Regions from separate parts of the Zea mays genome. Here region 1 is linked to region 2. Evidence: chromatin contacts called from public Hi-C data. All regions are on one chromosome and are shown on one strand. Each heading gives the region's core, a stretch centred on a gene start, on an enhancer-like site or on the middle of the called end of the contact. The rest is flanking DNA. Distances are from core to core; before and after follow the strand shown. Region 1 holds the start of LOC103643160 (ubiquitin carboxyl-terminal hydrolase 17-like). Region 2 holds the start of LOC103643157 (transcription factor bHLH30).

Region 1 (5,428 bases), core at 431-2,930, 230 kb after region 2:
ATTCAAGAGTCTTGAAGTTCATAGGTAGATAGACAAATATGGGATGATGAGGTTCAGTGCATGTCATTTTTTAGTTAAAAATTGTAATAAAATATTAACTGTGTGGTATTATTGTAGGTTAGCTGGTGCATTGACTCACCGTCAAACAAGCATATCATGCACAGTACTTCCTAATGTCAAATACTACCTCAGGCTCACTATACTTGCTTTAGCCTCGTCAAATAATAGCTTCAAAATACTTGTTACACAACTTCGAGGTAACTTTGACCCATTTTTTGGCATGGTCCCTGAAAACACACTTTGATCATTGATTATATTATTGTTATATGTCCAGATCTAGTCTGGTACTCCAGTAGTATACTAGTATCGCATCACACATCCACACCCACACATAGATGAAAATTACTTAGATGTATAAGTAATTAATAATATGGAATAACTAGGTTTATGAACATTTCAGCATGAGAATAAAGTATGAATCATTTTCTGTCACATAGTCGAATATACAAACAGATCAATACCAAGTATTTTTGTCCATGAAATTGGTGACCTTGAGGCATGTAAAATAACATGCAAGTTACTACGAGAAGGTTACACCATAGCACATGTTGTGGCCTAATTTGATAAAAGAAAATACAGATTAAATTGGCAGGAACCTAGATTCTAAGTGGCAGAGACATGGAGACAGGGATGTGAAACAAACTGTTGATTTTGTAGGTACAAGCTATCAGGGACTCCGAGAATATGATATCCATCCAAAGCTCTATCGAATCCGAGTTTCTGTGAGGAATCAGCAACGCTGTGCATCGACCCAAGGTTATCGAGCGACGATTTAAAAACGGCCATAAGGATTAAATGAGGGTTAGCAGTGCCCTAAACCAGGGTAGCGTTCCCAAAGGTTTGGTGGAGAGTCTAAATTTTGTGTAATAACTAAAAAAATGTACCAATTACAGGACCCAATCCACTCCAAAATTGTGCAAATCACGTAGTATCTATGTTCCCACAAATTCCCCAATCACTGGATGGAATTAAACAAACTGGAGACTGAATCAGGGGGGCGGTGAAGGCAGGGATTCGCCCGCACTCACCAGTACTTGACGGCCTTGCACTGCTTGCACCTGAACGTGGTGGGCCTGAAGCACACCGCACAGACCCCCTTTGCCCCCACGGACGGCTGCGGCTGCGCGTCGAACTCCTCCTGCGCCGGGACCGGGACCGCCACCGGCGGCGGGCCCCACTCGGGCGCCCCCGCGGCGTGCACGACGCCCGGGAACAGCTCGGAGTAGTAGGCAAGCGCGGACTCGCGCTCCGCCAGCTCGGACTCCTCGGCAGCCAGCCGCGCGAGGCGGCGCACCTCCTCCCTCCGCGCCGCGGCCCGGCGCCAGCGGCCCCGCACCAGCAGCGCCACCGCCGGCACCACGACGAGCGCCACCAGCGCCAGCACCAGGGCCGCCGCCGCCGCCGCCGAGGACGACTCCGCCGCCTCCTCCATTGGGCCCCTGCAGCTCCCCTCCTCAGCCCGGTCCTCCTCCCCCTCCGCGCATAGATCTCGGCCCCGCCGCTCCTACTCGCCGGATCCGGGCCCCGATTCCCACCTAACCGGCGCAAACGCAAATCCGCTGCGAAAATTTCCCCCCTCCCTCTCAGGTTCGGGTTCGTTCCGTGCCTGGTCTGGTCTTGGGAAGTGGCGCGCGCAGAGGCAGGCCAGGCTGCAGCGGCAATGAAGGAAGGCACCAAGCAGCAGCCGGCGGGCAGCGGTACCCGTTTCCGGTCCGCGCACGCTCCCGAGGAATAATTAGACGACTTGTGGAGGGGGCGAGGTGCAAAAGGTGCTCGACGACGAGACAGGCAGGGAGACGGAGACGGGGCAAGTAAGTAAGGGCCTGATTGGTTGCCCGCATATAGGCCAACCAGGCTCACGGTATGCGGTCGTAGTGTGTTTGGTTGTAGGTTGCATCCACGTAACTAGGCGCGTGCTACTTTGCCGCTTGTTTGGTTTGCCGCATATGCATCAGCGCATGTGTCTCGCGATGCAAAAAAGGAGCTCGGGCCAGGCTCTAGAGATGCGACCAAAATCTGCGCATCTGTGGAGCCAGGCTCACGCGATGCACAGCCAGGCTGCCGCGGACCTGGCTCGCTCGGCCATGCTGCCTAGATACGGCAACCAATCAGGCCCTAACGGTACCGGCGGGGCAGCACAGCGGCGCTGACGCGCGGTACAAGAAAGGAATGGGTTCCGACTTCCGACGGACGGGACGGGACCGTGGGCTCTGGTTGTCCGTCCGTGCGTACGAGCGCGCCTGGCCGTCCGATGGGCCTCATCAGTTGGGTCCTGGCCGTTGATGGGATTTCTTTCCGCGGGGGCAAGTCCTCTGCTCGGACTCGGAGCAAGTGCTTAGTTTCCGCGGGAGAGGAAACGCGGGAAACTGTGTGGCGGTACCCGCCATTATTCCGGGGGACCCCACGTGCAGGCTGACGAGCGGACCCCATGCGAGATCTTGTCATGATCGATTTGTTTCCTCTTTGATTGGTGAGGTCTGTCTGGCTGAGTTTCTGATGGATATTGCGTGTTTATTGGAGTGCTAGTATCTCGGTGAAGGTACTTTTTTTATGAGGAAACTTCGGCAGGCCGATCTTTTCCCATTGTGTGGTTCCTTTGTGTCACGTCACTTGAGACGAACCTTAGTATTCTGATGCAAGTCGTTTCCTGCCAACATTCGGTTCCCATCCCCCCATGCTTAATGCGTCCAAAAAAAATAAAATCTGGTGACCTTCCAACTAGGCAAATGATCGTCCAGAAAAAGGTGACATAGGGATTATAGGAAGTTGATACAAGTGAACTTTGCCGACAGAAACTAGGCAGTGTGTGTTCACCGAACCAGGCCTCCATTTTCCAGCGACTTTTGCTCCACCCACCCAACAATTTCCGTCCGAGATTTTCCGCGTCCTAGGTTGGATTGGACTTGCTTGGAGTTGCGCGCGCGGACCAAGCGTCAACTACCGCTACAGAGAAACGAGTAGAAGCAGCATGGCCGCACGCACGGGCGCAAGCGTGTGAGGCAGGCAAGCCCAACAGACGACCGATGCCGGATAGGGGCCATCCTCCAGGCCCCACCTCCTCCTTTTGAGTCAGCGTCGACCGCGTGCGCTCGACGACGACGAGTGTCGCCGGCCCGACCGCGTCGTACTAACCGTGGAAGCTGCATGATGTAGTGTAACATATATCAGGTATCTATCTATGTGTAATACGAATCTTCTTCTTTTACACAAAAAAAATGTGATATACGTTATATATAGCCGTTAGCTAAATTCGAAATCAGATGTTTTGTCGTCAGTCACGCATGCGCCGGCCGGCCGTGGCCGGGGGAGTTGGTCGGTCGGAGCCATCGGGCGCAGCGGTCGGCTGGTGGAGGAAGGGATGGCATATCATATGTGATTTGTCACTTGGCAGGCGTGCCCGTCGGTGGATGGAGCCGGGGGTCGGAGCCGTGACGACGCGGCAACACAATCCACAAAGCAAAAGTGCATCTCGTACTACTACTACACGCAGGCACGCAGCAAGGCAGCAAGCGCGCGCGCGGCTGATTCTTCCGTACCGGCTTCGACTGGCTGGCACACGCCGACGCCGGCCTGCTGAGTGCTCACGTTGACGCGTGGCCCGCCGCCGCGCTGGCGTCAGATGGGCTTAGGATTTACAAGTAAGAAGCAGCATTCTGCGACAGACGGACGACGATGATGCCGGCGTTGCATTGCGATCCTCCCGCGCGCCATCGAGTTCTCTGCGCGCGTGTCGGTGAAAGATACACAGTGGGGGCGGGGGGCAGAAGCGAGACTGCGAGAGAGAGAGAGAGAGAAAAAAAAGAGGCTTCGAGTCCACTGCACGTGCGCGACTAGTAGTTGTCGGTTGGTCATTCGGTAAACTTGGCGCGGCAGATCGTGCGTAGCCATGGCATGGCAAATGGCAATGGCATGAACGTGGACAGACAGCCCAGACAAAGGTCCCGAAGTCCACGAACCGGTACTACTTCAGCTATTTTGAATATTCTTTCTCTTCTCCCACCACACGGAGCAGTATTCGACACTCTCTCTCTACAAAAAAAAAACCATACCGTCAAAAGGCATACTTTTTGTTAGCTTGTGGCGTGGTTTAGGTCCCAACTTGTCCACCTGGTAAAAGTATCCAGCAGAATATTTGGCCAGACAGACACCTCACGCTGTTGTCTTGTGTGTCTTCTTCTATAGCGCACCACCGATTTCCCCCCCCCCCCCCCCCCCCCCCCCCCACCTTTTTCCCCTGTCAGTGTCGTACTCGTCTGGCGTATCGTCTAAGCTCTTCGATTCGCAACCGATCCGGCGCTCTCCGACTTTTAGATTAGATGCATCCGACGACGACCACAAGAACCCCCGTAGGGTCCCACCCCGTTTCCGTAAAGTGGAGCTGCTAGTCAAATATTTCCGATTCCCTGACGAAGCCTGGTTATAATTGACAAAATACTAAAAATACTTTCGTAAAAAAATAGAGATAGACATGTATTACGAAAAAAGAAAAGAATGTTTGGGAAGAAGAAGAAGAAGAACAAAAAAGGTGCATCGCGAAGTAACACAACCTTAATGCAACCTGTCCTCGTGGTAAGCTGAAAAACTGGGCCGGCCAACTGGGCCAAGCCTAATAGGCCGACAGAGTGTTTACTCATAGAATCTGTCCGAGTGACAATTGCCAGCTGAAAAACACACAAGTGGGCCGGCCAAGTACAGCATGCCGACGAGTGTTACCCATGAAACATGTCCTCGTTGGTGCGAAGCCGAGAAACACGTGTCAAGTCCAATAGGCCGGCATGAGTACCGCCCAATTCAGCCCACCGGATGATCCTATTCCTATCCCTACGAGTGTCGTCTGTCAACTAAAGGTTTCTTGGATCTTGGTTCACTTCAACCCTGAACCTGAAGAGAGAACTTCCGTGTTCAGTGTTCTCATGGAACTTTCTGACCCATCTGCAGTGCAGTCCTTTTTCTTGTGGCTTGCTTCACTTTTCACCCATGTTCCTGCTCAAGATATATTACTAAAACATGTCAGTTCTTTTTTGTGTGTGTGTGTGTGTGAAAAAGAGAACCGGTGGTGTGGACTTCTTGTTTTTCTTAAACCCTGTGGCTGTACACGTTGCAGGCTAAGCCTGTTGTGCAGGCAACAATGGCATTGTTTGCACTGTATCGCTTTTGGTTGGATCAATGCAACTTCACGGTAAAGATTGCATGCTAAGAAGCTAGGTGGAATGCACAAATGGGGAACTTTATCAGGTGATTAGCGTGTTAACATGCCCGTTGCCCACTAACGTCCTGCACAAAGCATCAGAAAGCAGCAGCTCTGAGTGAACCTGGATAATAGGCAAAGCACCTGTACTGTATTGTACGCCTGAGAACTTGAGGAAGT
Region 2 (4,918 bases), core at 1,273-3,772:
TTCACAACGGAGATTTCGTACCACTCTTTCTAATTAAGGCCGGGGAAAAAAATTCTCAAGGCAATCCAAGGGTTTGAGAATTTTTTAAACTATATAAGACATGTATTCTATCCCTAGCTTATTAGGCATGGAACAAATCCATAAAGATACTGCACAAGTTTATATTAGAATCTATGAATCAAAAAAAATTAGCTTTGAGAGATACATGCATTAAATGATGAATTTAATTCAACCATGAGATTGAGTTTGGGGTATAGATTCACTCAGTCCAAACCCAGATTAAATCCATGGTGGAATTTCATCCATTGTAACCGAACAAGGCCTAAAGTGTCATAAAACTTAAAATAAAACAATGTCTCTCAATGCAAAAATTTACTTCACTATTTCATAGACTAACATACAATTAAATGATGTAACTCAATGACTAATAGAATTTAGTAAAATATATAAAGATGAAATAAATCACGTATCACATGGTTTCTAAGATATTGGAAACGAGTTAACATAGTTTTATCCCCATGAAACTAGTTTTATCCTATGAAACTCAATTCTCTTAAATGCTATCTTAAATGCTATGACATGTCATCCAATAATTTGATGTGGCATATTATTAAACGTGTATGGAACCACCATAAAAGTACTATTAAGAATATCCTAAGGAACACTTTTTAGGTCCGAGTTTGACCACGTTATAGCGAATTTTAGGCCCCCACACCAAAGCACGAATCGTCTATCCACATCAAAGTACACACCACGATCATTCTCACATGTTTTTTTTTCTCTCTCGGTCTGCATGAGGTTTATTGGGGTCATTTATCTTAGATTAACTAGATCATTAAGTGATATCTTTCTATAGGGATCATTTATATTTAATTGGTGTCTTAGATTACCTAGACCATCAGGAGCAGAGCAAGTATAATAAGCTGACGTAAACGAGCTGAAAAATATGTCATGTCAAATTTATGATGAGGTGGAAGAAAGAGAAGTAAAGAGAGAAAAATGGACTACTCACTAGTAGCTAGTTGAGAGTGGGTTGCACACAGACTCTAAGACTATTTGTGAGAGAAGAAGGTAGACCAAGTATTAAATGTATAGCTTGTATGATTAGAGAATTGTTAGGGCCAGGGACGGAGGCAGCGGTGGGGCGGGCGAGGCTCGAGCCTCTCCTACCGCTGCCGAGTCTATGGAGCCTCACTATAGCCCCTCCTAAGATTTTTAGCTTACATATACAATGTAAGAGAGATTTCTATACTATACTAATTTAGTTTAGTCCCTTCTAAAAAATTTTCTGGCTCCGTCCCTGATTAGGGCAGCTGCAATGATGCACAACCACCTCTCTATAAGGAATCCATGTCGTTATCTATCCTATGTGGCAACAAATTAAATGAAGAAAGAAAGTGCTGTTATATATGAACCTAGAGTAAACCTATATGCAGAAACAGAGTGGGTGCAGAGAGTGTATTATAGAAGGTGTGCTATGTACACTATTGTGCTATAAACCTAGAGTAAACCTATATCCATATGAATTGGGAGGGATATATTGAGGGTGTTTAAATCTCAAATAAGTCAAAATTCTTCAATTTTTTTTCTAATCTCATCCAATCCATATGGGATGAGAATAACCAAAGAGGGCATAAAGCGATCTATATGCTCAAGCAGCTAACAATTGGTTAAATTGGGCTAGAATGGTAGATAGCGGCTAAATTATACTTGGAGCAAATAGCTAGATCTACTAATTATTAGCCATGAGTGTTACTAACAAATGTGTTAATAGTTCATTTACATATTTAAATCAGCTATTCAATCATCTATCAGTAGGCGGATCTGAACAATCATGATGTACTATAAATTTATCTCTTAAATTTGATGAAATAGCTTAATTTCTCGAAATAGTAAATCATTCCACTTGGTATAGCACTCCTACTTCGTATGAAATGGTTCGATTCTCTGGGGGCGGTGATTTTCCAAGTCGGCAAGCAGCATTTTGCCCGCCGACGCTTTTCGCTGACCAGCCGACAAGTTACGTTCCAAGGGGGGACGTGGAAAAGCAGCCCCGGTCCAGCAGGAATTCTGATCCGTCCCTCCCAGTCCCAAAGGCTGCCGCGCCCTGACGCAAAGCGTCGCGGCGATCAGCCACAGGCGCCGTGTCGCTCCCATGTCCCCGCGACACGGCTTCCCTGTCTCGCCTTCGCCTCCTTGCTCTGCGCCTGCTGCCCGCCCCCGAAAACTTCGGCTCTGCGGCCGACGAGGAAAAAGGCGTCGAAACCCTTCCCCTCCCCCTCCGCGCGCCAGGCGCCAAAACAGCCGTCGTCGCGGGGGCGCCGCGCTGACGCCACCCAGCCCACCCCGAACAAAAAGGAAGCGCACCGCGTGTCGGCGCGCGGCCCGAGCGCTGCGCAGTCACTGCGCCAGCCCAGCATGTCGTGGTCGCCCGCCCCCCTGGGGTTTCCCGCCATCGATAGGTGTCCTTTTTGAAAACCCCTGCCCGCGACGCTTCCGCTTCCAGACGACGATCGCCTAGCTCTACGAGCGTTTACGCATTACGCCAGCCCAGCTCGCTTGTCCGTTCAGTTTCTTGGGCGGCAGGTGGGCGAGGAGGTGGAGACATGGTGGCGACGGACGGAGAGGGGGAGCGATCGACGCCGGCGCCGGCGCCGGCGCCAGCGCTGCGGAAGGAGCGGGGCCGGAGCCACAGCGAGGCCGAGCGCAAGCGGCGGCAGCGGATCAACGCCCACCTCGCCACGCTCCGCACCCTCGTCCCCTCCGCATCCCGGGTACGTCAGTATGTGCGTGCGTGCGTTACACACGACTACCACACGAGAGACAAAACGATCGGAGCTGCAGCATGCATGGGATGCGTACGTGTGGTGGCTGACCTGACGACCCGCGCGCTCGATCGTGCAGATGGACAAGGCGGCGTTGCTGGGCGAGGTGGTGCGGTACGTGCGGGAGCTGCGCGAGAAGGCGAGCGACGCGGCGGCGGGGGTCGGCCTCGGCGTCATCCCGGGGGAGGGCGACGAGGTGGGCGTCGAGGAGGAGGACGGCTGCCGGTGGCGGCCAGCAGGTCGCCACCACGGCGCTGGCGGGATAGGGACGGACGCCGACGTCAGCCAGCCGCCGCCGCGGCGCGTCAGGGCGTGGGTGTGCTGCGACGACCGCCCGGGGCTCCTGTCCGACCTGGGCCGCGCCGTCCGGTCGGTCAGCAACGCGTGCCCCGTCCGCGTAGAGATCGCCACCGTCGGCGGGAGGACCCGCAGCGTCCTGGAGCTGGAGGTCTGTGACGACGGCGACGACGGCAGCGCAACTGCCGCGGGGAACGGGAGGGCGGTGGCGCTGTCCACGCTGCGCGCGGCCATGCGCGCCGTGCTGCTCAACCGCGACGAGCATGTTGTCGCCGCCGCCGGGGAAGGATACAAGCGGCCACGCTTCTCCGCGCAGATCGCCAGGGTTCAGTGAACGCCGTGCCGAGCTGCTAGGCCGTGCCAATATGAAGCGAGCGACTCCGTGTCCATGCTGAACTGCTGATGCATTGACCGTATAGCAGCACCGTACGTATGATCTTAAGGATTGTCAGGGTATACTGTTGGCGATAGTGGAATTTAGGGCAAGGTGTGGTGGTGATGCAAGGCTGGAACTGCAGTTGCAGCGCTGCATTGGCCGAAGCCCCGGAACAAAGTTTTGATATTTTGTAAGGGCTATATTTGAGCCTTCCCTACTCTAAAACGACGAATTAGGAGTTTGAATATATATATTACTATATTATGTAGCATTCAGAAAAAGAAAGGGGCCCCGATCGAGGAGTTCTTGGCGATTCAACATTTCATTATTATAGAAGGTCTGGCTCTCCGCACCATGTGATGGGCTATGCTTTTAAAATTTGTTTAACTTAACAATTCCTTGACTTGTGCATAACATAAAGGATCTTTCAAGTTTTCTCATGTTAACTGAACAATTCTTTTAATTCTTGTATAGAATAAAGAAGCTGAGTTGCATCGCAATATTATTCTATGTAATAGTGTAAGACTTGTTTCATGACACTAATTTTTAGCTCATGATGCGAGTGCTTCTCAAATTGATCGCCTCTTTCTTCTTTCCACATCATAAAGGATCATTTTGAATCTCGGTCAAACCACTACTTGGATTTGGCAATTATGGATCAATCTAGGGTGTAGGGAGTGTCTATCAAGGCTTAGAAAGGCTAGATATAGAAAGCACCAGAATCAGCATCTCTCAAAAGAGAAGGCTAGGGTATAATGGTATATATACTCAACTCCTAAAAGCTAGTTGAAACTTGAAAGAAACATGAACGCCTAAAAGGGAGGGTAAATTACGATAATTATTTTTTACACTAATCTAGGCATCTAATATTTCTTTTAAACAAAACTTATACGGATAACCAAGCGTTAATATGTGCAACTAAGGTTTTTCCTAAGTGTTATTATTTTTATCACAAAAGGAATTTTGCAACATAGGTTCCAAACCTATCCACTAGCCTATGACTAAGCTAATAAGATAAATCACACAACCAAAAACAACAATATAAATGTGGAAGCTTAAATAAGATATAGATGTAAACTGCCATTGATGTTATTGCACCAGTATTTTTACCAAGATATCAAGAAGTGTGCAGACTTCTTACTAATCCTCGTTGCAACCCCTACGCAAAGGATAGCCCACGCGAGGGCCAAACTCCCGGTTAGGTAACTCTGTAGATAGCCAAATGTCTTGTCCACGTGTAAGTGGTGCACCACTTCATGCACCTCTCGAATGCTCCCATCATCTCCACTGTTGAGCTTCCAGCTAAAATGGCATAAGCTTCGTTCCCTCCAATACATGATGGTGGTCATGCCACAAACGCAGTTGATGTGATCTCGCAAGATACATCCCCTCTTGGTACAACTACAATGACACACAAGTG

What was found. Hi-C and Micro-C count contacts between places; a contact is called where the count stands out from the background.
Region 1: a contact with region 2 is called in a Hi-C map of bundle sheath, with 3 times the contacts expected there. The contact joins the promoter of LOC103643160 here to the promoter of LOC103643157 in region 2. A contact is called at or near these places in 2 of 25 Hi-C or Micro-C datasets (bundle sheath and ear).

The regions. Positions count from the first base shown.
Region 1 is chr1:205,004,064-205,009,491 of Zm-B73-REFERENCE-NAM-5.0, forward strand. It overlaps LOC103643160 (ubiquitin carboxyl-terminal hydrolase 17-like), which reads right to left and starts at 1,681. Exons shown (of 11, transcript NM_001326697.1): 1 at 1,089-1,681. The coding sequence starts at 1,492.
Region 2 is chr1:204,774,786-204,779,703 of Zm-B73-REFERENCE-NAM-5.0, forward strand. It overlaps LOC103643157 (transcription factor bHLH30), which reads left to right and starts at 2,523. Exons shown (of 2, transcript XM_008666315.3): 1 at 2,523-2,774; 2 at 2,905-3,747. The coding sequence starts at 2,607. The coding sequence ends at 3,456.